Linked DNA regions of Gossypium hirsutum: region 1 is linked to region 2. A link is a contact called in public Hi-C data. All regions are on one chromosome and are shown on one strand. The core of a region is the stretch at or near the end of the contact, and the rest is flanking DNA. Distances in the headings are between cores, read along the strand shown.

Region 1 (7,046 bases), core at 324-2,823, 73 kb after region 2:
TGTAGTTTTCCCTATAAATAAGGACTATGGGTTAAGTCAAATAGACACATCATCGAGCGTAGCTAGTTTGCTGAAATATGGTGACATTATTTCCTAAATAAATTCTATCTTGATATTTGATTTCTTTATCTATAGTAGAATTAACTTTTCATTGTGTGATTGATTCAAGAAATTAGAGCCCACTCTCTGAGCAACTAAGGTTTTGAGTATAAGGAAAAAGACCATGTTAGTTGAAAGTCAAGAACCAGTAAGATTTGCTAAGTGAACAACACATATACTAAATTTGGTAAAATTTATTGTCATAAACAACACAATGACTCGATTTTAAGAGTAATTTTAAAATTTCGCTATATTGAGTTTTCCAAAACATATGTTTACATTTTAACCAATTCAACCAGTTTCAACACTAAAAAAAAGGGGAAGAAACTGATTTCCAAATAGTAGCAACATAGTCGATAACCGATTTCTAGAGAATAGCAACATATTTGACAATCAATTTAACAAGTTCTAGTCTCCACCACAATTTCTTAGTTTTTGACGTGGCTTAAATAGATGGCTACAATCTCTTCATTTTTATCTTTTAACCACATCCGTTGAATTAAAAAATATGCGACGAGATCCTACTTCAAACGTGACCTAATTCAACACTTAAAAATTTTACTTGAGTTTTTATCATTTAAATTCAAACCCACTAAAGCATATATTCTCCAAGAGTTTTGGGATAGTATAAAAAGGTTTTAAACCTTAATTTATATTTAAACAGTCTATTATATATAAATATGCATAAAATATCTATTGAGGTATAAAAGAATATAAGAACTTAAAAAGAGATCAAATTCAAATATATTTTAAATATTTTAGCCTTCTGAATGGATTTTAAATTGGAATACTGAACAAGTTTTTAAAGTGGATGCCAAGTTGATTATCGATCTGGTAACTAATGTTAAATGTTTTAAGCAATTGTTTGTTGTCTACACTGGAGATTGACTGTAGGACTCTGCTTGAGGAGTTTGATCCGATCATCCAAAGGCTGTCAAGTATAATCTGTAGGGAGAGCAATATGCTAGTTGAAACCAACCTTCACCGACTTAGTATGTAAGTAATCCACCCTCCAAACTGTGTTATTTCCCTTCTTTTGACTTATTTTGTAATGATCACAGGTCTCGTAATGTCACTTGTGTTATACCTTTGAGTATGGGCAATTTGACAAAGTTTAGTATATACTTGTTGGGCAAATTCCTTCCACTCTGGGTCAATTGCTAAGCCTTTTTAGATTTTTTTTTAACTTTTTAAACAGATTGCAAGATAGAAAATTTTCAAAGAGAGAAGGAAAAAAATTCATAACTTTGATTCAAACTTTTTTTTCAAAAATCGAATAAACTAATGCATGGAATTAGACAAAAAAAGAAATTGTAAATTTAAAGAAATGCCTCAAATAGAGTGCTATATTGAAACGAAAAACACCATTGGAACTTTGGCTTTTGAGGAAGAGATTGGATGAGGTGGATGAGTCATAGATTGAGGGCATTGAGGGAACTGAAGGAAATTCATAAATTATAAAGGGTTGTACATTTGAGCCGAACAATTGTTTTGTTGTGGGCTTGAGAATTACGACTGAATAAATGTGTAACGCATAGTCCAATCCATTACACTCAATTGTTCTGAACACTCTTGTTTTACTTCATTTGCCTAATAAAGCATGCTTAATTACTTAATAAAAGATGAGTACAGATTAACAGAACTCTATTCATCTTGCAATCAAACATTAAGCTTGATAACCAACATAGCCGTCTCATTAATACCTAAAAACTACTATATAAAAAACTTGATTAAAATGGTAATTAAAGCCTTTATTAGACAACTGTGTTCAAACCATCCCACCCAATTAAGAAAAAATACTTGATTAAGATATCTGCTTTAATCATGTATTGGCTCTTGAAGAACCTTAGTTGCACTATTTGCGTAAATCTTCCTACCATAATTTCTTCAATAGTTTTCACTTTCCAAAGATGATGTTAAAGCAATCGTTAAACATGGGAGGAGCACCGGAAATATATGAGATACACAATAAAAAAAATTTGCTTATACCATTATTTCAAGTATTTATGAGTGAACATATTCACCCCTTGAGAATTACATAAACACCATATCGACCTGTTTCAGTCAACCTAATTACAATCTTGGGCACCCATTTCCATCCTGCTACAAAACAAGGCCTAACAGAGTCAAGTCATCGAATTGGTACCAACAGAGTAATCAACAGGCCATATTATTGCTTCCTCATTCAAAATTTACATGTCTCATATTTTCTCACTAAGCTCGACTCAAAATTATGTATCAGAGTCATACCAGATTACTCGGAATGTAGTATGAATTGAATTCCCCTCTAAGATTTTGATTCTGATAGCCTCGGATGTTATATCTGTGCACCCAGGGATTATTAGTAGAGCTTGTTGCCACCATTTCGAGTCACTTGGATCCACAACTCTGTATCCTTGATGGTACTATCCATGAGGAGGCAGCAGAACTAGAGATTTGCCTTGATCTACAGATCATAATAAGCAAGTAAAACTCGCAACATTGTCAAGATGAGCAAGCCAACAACACAGAGAGCCCTAACGAGATTTAGGTGAATTCAGAAACTAGATCTCTTAATTCTCCCTCAGACCAAATATATACATGAATATTTGATAATCTGTTTCTAGTAACACTTATCACGAGGATAAACCCTTGTAAGTGGTAGGGAGACAAGGTTCGATCAAAACTGCTTGTGGGGAATTCTAGATCACTTTCTTCCCCATTTGAGCCGAAAGGTTGAATGATGGCTAGTTTGTAAACAAGACTCTCCTCCAGCAGACCCTAGTTTTACAAAGATGTATATATTCCACTCTATGAGGTTCCATATGTATGTTAAAAGTTATATTACATCAGAATCCATCATTAATGGTGCATAAAGGCTTCAGCATGAGAAAACTGATATGATCAATGTGGGCATACTGCACCCAAGAGAAATCTAAATAAACAAAAAACATTACAAAAACATTGCACAACATCTCAAGACATTATTAACCAACAATACTCAATCATCGATGAACATAACCAAACTTTTGGAAGAAATGAAGACATAAGGTGTCAGGAAACAGCAGAATTGGTATATTTACTCAGGTGAGGATGCCGTGCCCTTTGTACTACCACTTTGGCATTCCTGCTCCTTTCAAAAGCACCTTAACCAATAATGAGAACACAAGTTACAAACATCACATTCACATAAACTCCATCCATAGATCCACTCGACGAATTGAGCTTCTTGCTTTGAAATTTAACCATTTTATATCCTATAAAATTACTTCTGGTCTAAATTTCAAAAACATTCGCTGTACTCTATCAGTAATGGGGAAAGTGCATAATTAACTTAAACATCTATATTTGATAAGTACTAAGAATCCCAATTGCTTCAACTTTCACTCATTTACAAATCAATAACTATTCATTCACTTCTATATTAGAAGACAAAAAAATCCTTAAAAATCTACCGACTTTAGAAATTTAACACAAATTGATCGGTGATAGAATAAAAATTTCCAATAACAAGAGTCAAAATATGTACAAGAAAACAACTGACGTGATGGCTACCTCCAAGAACTCAAAGTAACATAAAAGAACATAAAAACAAAAATGGTAAAGAAAATTTCAAAGAAACAAAAACCAAGTCAAAGCAAGGACATATGTACCTTTAGCAGATTGGTTTTCTTTGCTTTACATTCTTCCACCTGAAAAAAAAAACAAAATATGAAATAATCGCGTTGCTCGTGGCAGTTCAATTTCTGACACCATTTTTAAGGTTTACAAGAGGAGAAAGGATGGTGAAATTACCTTGAACTTTGAACGCTTCTTCAAATTTAGTTAACAAAAATCGTTAGTTCTAGTTTACAAAGTAGGAAATGGTGTTAAAAAAGATGTACAATATCATGATCCGATGAAGGAGAAAACAAGAGGAACAAATGTTCGCAGGTTATTACATGCATAAAGTCAAAGATACAAAAACTAAAAAGCCCTAATAACATAAACATCGAGAACACCAAAGGGCAAAAGGGGATAAAGAAGGTTAACATTTACAGAAAATTCAGGACTGAACAGCGTTGCAATCAAGCAACTTAAAGTTAGTAGGAGCGTTAGGTCCACGCAGCTTAACCGCCGCTTGATCATAAGCAACGGCAGCTTCTTCCGCCGTATCGAAAGTCCCCAGCCAAAGCCTCATCCTCCTTCCGTCCCTAATCTCCGCCGCCCATCTCCCCCACGGCCTTTGTCTAACCCCTCGGTACCTCTTCACCTTGCTCTGGCTCGACCCAGCTATTACGTCGTTCTCTTTTGTCGAAACTCCGATAGTGATTTCGTTGACAAGCTTTTTCTTCGGTCGCTTTTGGATTTTCTTCGGAGAGGCCGCTTCTTCGTCGCTGGAAGAGTCGGTAGCGTCGGCGTCGGTAACGGTAATTCGGACAATTCGCCGGGAAATCGGTTGTTGGGGTTTTCCGTTCGGCTGCGGCGGCGACATAATTTTAGGGTTGTTTTTTTTTATAATTTTTTAAATGAGAAAGAAGGTGAAATTATTTGGTTCATATTTAAATTTATTTTTTGTGTTGGAATATTCTTTTGAATTAAACCGTGCAGCGTGCCATTCCGGCACTTCCACCAGTACGCTCCTACATAAAAAGTTTACAAAATGCTTATAGGTTACCGGTTAAAATAGAGATTTTAAGAATTTTGATACAATGTTTGAGGTTTGGTTATATTGATAATAAAAATAAAAATAAAAATAAAAATAAAAAAGTTTTAGGTATTTTGATAAATTAATTATTTTGGTAAAATGTTAGATATTTTAGTAAGTTCATATAAAAATTGATAAATTGATAGAAATATTGATAAAATCTTAGATAATTTGGTAAATCCAAAAAAATATGGGTAAATTCATACAAATTATGATAAAATCATTAGAAATATTGATAATTGTTAAGATTTGGTATACCATTAGAAATTTTGAAAATATTAGTAAAATCTTCAAATATGTTGATAAATCCTTAGAAATATTGGTAAATCTTTAGATATATTGATAAGTCATTGGATATTTTGGTAAAGTTAGAGAAATTTTGGTACTTGTTAAGATTTGGTATAAGGTTTAGAAAATCTGGAAGTATTTGTAAAATTTTAGAAATTTTGGTAAATCGTTAGATATTTTTGTGAAACATTAAAAATTTTGGTAAATCATTAGATGTTTCGGTAAAACCTTAAAAATTTTGATAATTTGTTAGACATATCGGTAAATCCTTATAAATTTTGATAAACTGTTAGATATATTTGTAAATCGCCAAATATTTTGGTAAATTCATAGAAATATTGGTAAAGTTTCAAAAATATTGGTAAATCGATGGAAATTTTGATATATTGTTAGATATTTTGGTAAATTCTCAGAAATATTGGTAAATTGTTAGATTTATTGGTAAGTCCTTAGAAATTTTGGTAAATCATTAGATATTTTGGTAAAGTCATAGAAATTTTGGTATTTGTTAAGACTTCACATGGTGTTTAGAAAATTTGAAAATATTGGTGAAGTCTCATAAATATTGATAAAAAGATAAAAATTTTGATAAATCGTTAGATATATATTGGTAAGTTCTTAGAAATATTGGTAAAGTCATAGAAATTTTGGTAATTGTTAAGACTTGATGTAGAATTTAGAAAATTTGGAAATATTAGTAAAATCTTAGAAAATATTGGTAAAATGATAGAAAATTTGGTAAATTGTTAGATATTCTGGTAAATGTAACACCCCAAACCTAGCATAGGAGTTCAAGCCAAATCTGGACGGGTTGCACCAACGTATTGAAAATTGATTTCAGTAATTATTCAGAAAATATTCAAAACTTTACTTGATTCGTGGTGAAAACTCTTTTCAAAGTTTCACGTTGAGAATCAAAATTCATTTTGTCGACTTGAGTGATTTTGTAGTTTAGTGTTAGAAATTATCAACTACTGATGAATTTAGCAAAAACTAATACGAGCTCAGAAATAGATTACAAACTCAAAAGACCAAAATTTTTTTTACATTATTGCAAAACAATCCTAGCTCCCACACACCATCCGGTCCAAAGTTAGAGACTTACTTGAACACACAAAGACAAAACAAAAGGTGAGCTATAAAGCCCAGTGTATAACCAACATCAATTATAGTTAACAAAACATAGTATATAAATCAGAATAAACACAGCGAATCTAATAGCAAGTGTAATATAATAGAACAACACAACCCAACTAGAACAGGACAAAGCAGAACAAACAGAACAGAGCAGAGCAGAATAGGACAGAACAAAGCAAAACCAAACAGAGCTATGCAGAGGATGTGTGTTATGCAGATGCGGTATTTTTCAAACAAATCAGAATATAGATTTATCATAAAACATCCTACCCAACTCCACTACATACCAAAATAAAGTTCCCCCAAAACTTGTCCAGCCGAATCACACTAATAGATAATTGTGTTCAATGCTACCAGTATTTTGCAATTAAAACTGCTAGATTAAATACATGTGGTCAAGCCACTATAGCGCAGGCAAGCTGCTAGAACAGAATTGTGGATAAACCACTAGATAATGCAGATTATTAAACTGCAAAAAATTTCCTCCTTTCACATCATCCCAAATCCCATGCAGTATGTCATGGTATGCACATACAGAGTTAGTGTAATAAGTATGTAGGTCATGCTATCAAACTATAACAGAATCAGTAGGCATGAGAGTCCATGCTTTGTAAAACAAATTTATCAAACCTCAGCAGATCACATCAGATTGTCATGAAGTCACATGCATGGTTATATATATATGAATCAATATCAATCGATTCAACATATTTGGATATCACATTTTCTTAATCAACAGAGTGACGTAGAGGCGTACCATCAAACTTAATAGAATACAGATCGTACCTGGATAGTTCGCATGCATTAAGAAAAAGCACATTACGTTCTGATAAGCCCTACTTATTTAGGTTCAAAC
Region 2 (6,818 bases), core at 2,263-4,762:
TTTTTACATAGGATCGCAATTCGGCATGATGGATGGTGGAATAAGGCTAAAGATTTTCCCAAATCATTATACTATTAAAAAATAAAATTTATATTTATAATGTGTAAAAATATTAACAATTGATATTATTGTCAGAATAGGATGACGTAAGTTTGAGTGCGCTGAAACGTATTATTATCCTATTTAAAAAGGATTGGGGAAGGGTTATGAATAGTTCTAGACATTGTATCATAAGTATTAACAATCTTTTCTTTTTAGATAAAGTACAAAAATAGTTACTCTCATGTTAGTTGTTGTTAATTGAGGGAAGAAAAGCTGAAGTGAACTTTTTTTATCGAGCTAATAAAAAATTTAATTTTTCAATGTTTACATATTTTATCAATTTAATCTTAAATTTAAGAAATCTAATCAAGAAACAATTGAACCCTCTCTCACTCTCGATAATATACACCCCCGACCCTCTCGTCAACCACCATACACGATGCATTACTATCATCAACGCACTTTCACCATCACCATCATCATTTCCTCTTCTCTCTAGCACCCTACAAACACCGAAACTTCCATCATCTAAACACCCTTCTTTCGACCCAAAATTACTAGCCGAATTCGATTGAAACAACCACAAACCTCATGAACTCACAATCTCACCCATTTTCCCGAGTTTTCACCATCGCCATTTTCCCCTCAACTCCTGCCCACCACTCCCACTAATCATATACCCGAGAGACCCACCGTGCACCAAGCCTCACCCATCTCTCACAATTTAATTATTTTTTAAAATATCATTTAAAATATCACATCATGGCTATTAAAATAATTGTTTCTTTAATAGTTTAAACTACTGTTCTCTTACCCTACAAAATAAATAAAAAATTCACTATTTTTCATTTAAAGAGTAAGTAGAGAGGATATTGCTAACGGTGGCCGGTGAAGGTGGGTTGAAAATGGTGATGCATTGTGTATGTTGATTGATGAGAGGGTCGGGAGTGTATATTGTCGAGCGTGAGAGAGAGAGTCTAATTGTTTTTTATAGAATTATTAAATATTTTAAATTTATGATCAAATTGATAAAATATGTAAGTATTAAATAGTTAAATTTGTTATTAGGTCAATAAATAAAACTCTCATCAATTTTTCGTTGCTTAGTTAACACAATTAACGAGATAGTAACTAAAATATTAAATTTTGAAAAGTTAAATGAAAAAATTAAAAAAATTAACTTTTTTTGTTTTAATTTATATTGATTAAGTTTATGCTATAAAAAAATAAATCAAATTTATTTTGAGGGCTGAATTTAAATTAATCTAATATATAAGTATTATACGGGGGACCGAATAACTTCTCCCACTAACTCAATACCCATGTGCTAAAGACTATCTATAAGCTCTTGCTTATCCCATTGATAGGTTCTTTGGATTAATGGTTAGAAGGCCAGCTCCCTTAGTCCCTCCAATATTTTCTTTGATTAAAATCATTATGCTTCTCTTTTCTCAATGATCTCTCTCACTATTCATGAGTGCGTACACTGTCTACTAGTGTTTGTAATAGTTCCATTTTGGGGCAACCAATGTAAAAAGAGCCTACCACTCAAATTCATTCATGTACTTTTGGTTGGGTTGAGGAAAGGGGGCAGCATGATGCCAACATAGGGTAGGATGAACTTCTTCAATGTGGAGGGAGGGTATAAATATATATGCATGCATATATCTATATCTTATATTATCTATACTATTAATAAAGTTACAGGTTGAGTTAATGCCACAAGTCAATTGAGGACCAATTCGGTTAGAAAAATTACAAAAATAACTTTCCATATTTAAAATAAATATATTATTTGAGGAAATTTTAGTCTTTTTAATTTTAGAAAACAATAAAAATATGTATATGACGAGATTTGAATTCATGCTAATCAGGTTAGAAAAATTTCAAATTTATCACACAATCAATGCTTTATTTTGAGTTATTTATACATTTTAATTTTATTATGCACAATTTATTATTAATTAGTTTCAAAGTATACTCATATTTATTATATGTTATTTTTTAACATACATCTGTGTTATAAATGTTTTGTTCCACACGCAAATGTGTGTGATAAAGTTTCTAGTTATATATATTAAGACTTTGACTAAATTGGTATCACCCGTCAATAAGCCCCAACTCCATTTGAAATTACCGAATAGTAATTTCTTTTACAAAACAACAGATATTATTTTGAGGGTATTTGTAATTTTTTATATTTTGATAAATTTTAAAAATAAATATACATAATAAGAATTATAACATAAGAACTTAGGATATCATGATATTCACTAACTTAACTTTATCATCACAACTAATATCATATTTGATTTTCATAATAATTTCTTTTTATAAATTCGTTATATAAATATTTTCATCTACATAAGTTTACATATAAATAGGAATATGAATAATTATCATACATAATGATAATGGAGTTACAGATCTTTATAGGTTGTATTTAAAAAACAAATCAACGATATAGGAGACAAATTTTCAACCTAGTTGTGGAGAAAAAAATTTTTCACTTATCCATTGATCCAATAATAATTTTATTGGATTGGAATAACTAAACTAAAAAAATCTTATAATTGATTCAAATGTAAATGCATTAACTTATCTGTCAAAGATTTCGTGTTAGGTGTTGAAGGCGAGTATCTACTCTAGAGTGTCTCACCCCTTCAATGGTGGAAGTATTATTTTTGGGTGACTATACTTGATTTTAGCTCTGGTTTTTATCTCCCTACATCGAGGAAAGCCTAAAGAGGTTCACGGAATTTTTGACGGGAACACCTAAGTCCACTAAAGAAATGTTTTATCATTTTAACCTTGGTGGGCTTCAAACCCATACCCTTAAAGTGTCTTAGCATAGACGCTCTCGCTAAACTCTGTGAACCTTTTTTTGACTCTTGTCGAAGTAAGAAAAAATCTAAAATTAAAACCAAATATAAACGCATTGAAAATAATACTTTCACTGTTGAAGGAGTGCAACACTTCAAAATAGATACACGACCTTAGGAAAAGATATGTAGCATGAGTTTATAAATAATTTCTCTTATGATTTCATGACAAGTAAAATTAAAACTCATCAAACTTTTCTCGAGAAAAATCATGATTAAGGTAAGTCCATATCAAAATGGGTTATTCTCTTCTATGGATGAAAAAGCCAATGCAATGATATATAATTGCAACAACTGAATGGAAAAGAATGGCATATGAGATGGATCTTTCAGCTTATAAATCATGTATCTTCTTCTATCATTATTTAATAGACATGCTTTTTTGGGGAGCTTGGATGTGTGTGAAACTGTAAGAAAAGAACAAAAATAGATGGGATGTAACATGTTTTTCTATTATATGTACTCCCCCATTTTCCTTGTCCCATTTTTCTTTTTCTTTTTTCAAAGTTGGACACTCTTAACAGTGACAAAATATGAGAATGGGAGATGAAGATGACATTTCCCAAGAATCAACCATATCACTTTGGACCAAATAAATATGAAGAAAAATAGATGGTACCATCATCCAATAACATAAATGCGTCAGACATATTGTGCTGTCTCACACACAATTCATTGGGCAAATGCAAAAAGGGTGAGATTTGGACCACCTATAATGGACCATTCAATATTTCATGTCCCCATTAAATCACAACTCAGATGATTATGAGACCAACATGTTCTCATGTACGGTATTTGTTAATTAATATCTTAAGATATTCCATTAAATTACGATTAGAAATAATAATAAAAATTAATTATTATATAATCAATTTTTTCTATAACATCATATTATTATAACAATTAAATTTATATTAGAATTGAGTTTTTTATGTTTTATTTTTATCTTCTATAACAGTAGTAACCATAAAGCTTGGAATACTCTATTTATTAAGTTATTTCTCTATAACTACTTCTTATATTTAATTTTAGTAAAATTAAGTCTATTCCTAAGTGAAATAAAAGTAATTAATTTAATTAAGATATTATATTAATAAAATATTTAAATTTTTTATATAAACTATATTAATTATACAATATTAAATGATAATAATCTTTAATAAAAATTACATTTGTAAATTTTATCAAAGATACAATCTAATTAATATTACTATTAATATATTATAGTTTTTAATTTGAAAATTAAAAAAAAGTTTCAAATATAGTCTAAATCTTAAATGTTGTTATAGGTATTTTTTTTGTTAAATATTGTTATAGATATTTCGAATGCTATTATAGGTGTATAAAAACCATATATTTATAACAATTTTGGCAAATAAACGTGATTGTTATAGAGAAAAATTATTTTAATTGATAGTATTTTAATTGATACAGTTACTGTTCATTGAAATGACGTCCTAAGTAGGCTCCGTGCATGTTGACATGCATACTGTCCCAGACTTAACATATGTTTGCCGATCAACTCGCTTCACTTTGCATTCTCTGCCTGTGAACACCCAGGAACATGCGAATTTGGTTTGCAAGCCATCCCCGCGAGTCCTCCTTGCGAGCTCTTAATGTATCCACCTTGTAGAGCCCAGGCTTGGGTCACGGGTCACTTCGGGTTATATTCAGATTTCAGGTCGGTAATAAAAAGTATCATAACAGATATAATATTATTATAACTTATATATCAACTAATTTTAAAAATGTGTCCAAAGCAAAACTAGGATAAAATTTAAATGGAGAGGGTATTATTCCTACTTTTATGAATGCCAAAAGCTAAACTGTATATGGACTGACTTGAGAGAAAAATGTGTTTACACGGTGATCAAACTCTCTTTCTTAATGTTTGATGGATCAAAATCTAAAAAGTTAAATCACTTTTTATAGTTTAAATTTGGTACTTTTTTTACATTGGAGTTTGGATTTTTTTGGGTCCAAGTAAGATTCCGAACTTTATTCTCATATTGGGTTTGAATTTATTTTGTCCAAGTTAATATTTGAAAGCCTAGAGTTCAAGTCTCAATATGAAAATAATTATCAAATTCAAAATTTAATTTGAATAAAAAAATTTAAAACCCAATATAAGAATAATTACTAAATTCAGAATTTAACTCCAAGTTCAAATCCAATTAATACTTTTAAGCTTTAAATAAAATCTCATTTTTGAACTGTATGAAACAAACATTAAGGGCCCTTTATTTTCATTTCTAGTTGGAAGTAGAACCACACTCAAATGGTGTGACCCAATACTGGTATATGTAAATTTTACCAGCTGCTTCCACTTGAAAAGCAATATTATTATCTGTCCAATCAATCAATTTCTTTCTCTCCTATTAGTGGAGGGATCAATACAGAAACATCTTCATCATTAATTCAATCATGTCGGTAGTTTCAAACATGTCAATATAACACTGCAATATCTCTTTTTATCTTTTACCAGACATGCAAATTTGAGTGCTTTCTCAACTAACAGGAGGTTCCAATAGCTTCCTGTTTTTCTTGTATGTCTTAACAGAAGCTGGTTTCTAGATTTAGTTCGAAACCCTAATGAAGAACAACCTTTTTCAATTATATTACATCTTTTACAGACAATTAATTATGTTAAACTCTGGATCTTGTTATTTTATGTACTTTTAAATCTCACTGCAAAACTTTCTGGTAAAATCATTATGACAGTGGACGTTTTTTCATCTGGAGTTTTGGACTTCTTAGCCTGCCCACTAGATGGGCCATATGGAACAATAATGTGGTAGGACTCAGTTAATTAAAATCTGGTTCAGTCTTATAATGAAAAGATGAACCAGTGATTGCCAAGCTAGACCTGTCCCACCCTTGCTTGTACACTCCATCGCCCATTGGGATCGATCCTTCGTAACCAAAAAAGAAGAAGACAGATATTAGGGCAGTTCATTATTTGGATTAATTTGATTTGTTTAACCGATTAATTATAAAAAATTCGGTTCAGTTGATTTGAAAAAAAAATTCTGTTAAGGGCGAATTTGATTTGATTAAACTAATTTTTTAAATAAATTGATTTATTTGAATTAATCAAAATTTGTTATTTTAATTATGTTTTTTTGTTAGTGTTAGAATCTCAGTTTGTTTTCTATCTAGTTTGATGTTCAAACAAGTGTTCAAAAATACGTCTGAGCACTTGTTCTAACAAAACACAAGTAGTAAGCAAATAAGAGAAGGAGAGAAATAGGCACAAATTTTGGTAATACAGTTCGAAAACAATTCTACTCTGCAGATCCTTGCACAATGAATAAATTATTTAACAATTGATCTAATAAACTATTAGTTAAAGCTCAATCTACCCTTACACAAGAAATAATTGCAGCCACAGTAAATAACCCTGACTTGTTACAATCATTCACCTAAATAACCTCAAATGTTTTACTCTACAATAAAAGTCTAACATAAGAATGCAAATAACTAGTCAAAAGCACTCCAAATGCACACCCATGTGCAGCACAACAACTTACTTATAGGCTAAAAATCGACAGCTTCTCAAAGTCATTTTGATAAGGTAAAACTCTAAATTCTTCTCTTGAATTATCTCCAATAATTATCCCAAAATAAATCCTTATCAGCCAAGATAAATAAATAGCTTAATCATCAAATAAATAGCTTAAATGATAATGATAAGGATAAGCCTTATGACACAAGCCATGTCGATCTCATGATTTCCACAATCGGCCAAATTCGATCATCATGGTTTGAGATGAAATAAAATACATTTTGAGATTCATTTGTTTATGGAGAAAACAATCATGGAGGCCCAAATAAAAAATGCCAAAATATAATAACATTTAGGGTGCCCTGAAAGCCTTTCTAGATAGCTATTTA

Evidence for each region. Hi-C and Micro-C count contacts between places; a contact is called where the count stands out from the background.
Region 1: a contact with region 2 is called in a Hi-C map of leaf, with 3 times the contacts expected there. The contact joins two enhancer-like sites. A contact is called at or near these places in 2 of 34 Hi-C or Micro-C datasets (anther and leaf).

Annotation. Positions count from the first base shown.
Region 1 is chrD05:53,406,373-53,413,418 of Gossypium_hirsutum_v2.1, forward strand. It overlaps LOC107903817 (ethylene-responsive transcription factor ERF070), which reads right to left and starts at 4,732. Exons shown (of 4, transcript XM_041092162.1): 1 at 3,874-4,732; 2 at 3,732-3,770; 3 at 2,350-2,545; 4 at 2,069-2,199. The coding sequence starts at 4,552. The coding sequence ends at 4,124. Within about 2 kb of position 1,574, at least 4 of the 9 cell types and tissues checked have an H3K27ac peak or open chromatin away from gene starts, as enhancers often do. A contact at or near this core is called in leaf, where this site is marked.
Region 2 is chrD05:53,331,534-53,338,351 of Gossypium_hirsutum_v2.1, forward strand. No RefSeq gene overlaps it. Among protein-coding and RNA genes, the nearest start is that of LOC107944661, 33 kb to the left of the region's middle. Within about 2 kb of position 3,513, at least 2 of the 9 cell types and tissues checked have an H3K27ac peak or open chromatin away from gene starts, as enhancers often do. A contact at or near this core is called in leaf, where this site is marked.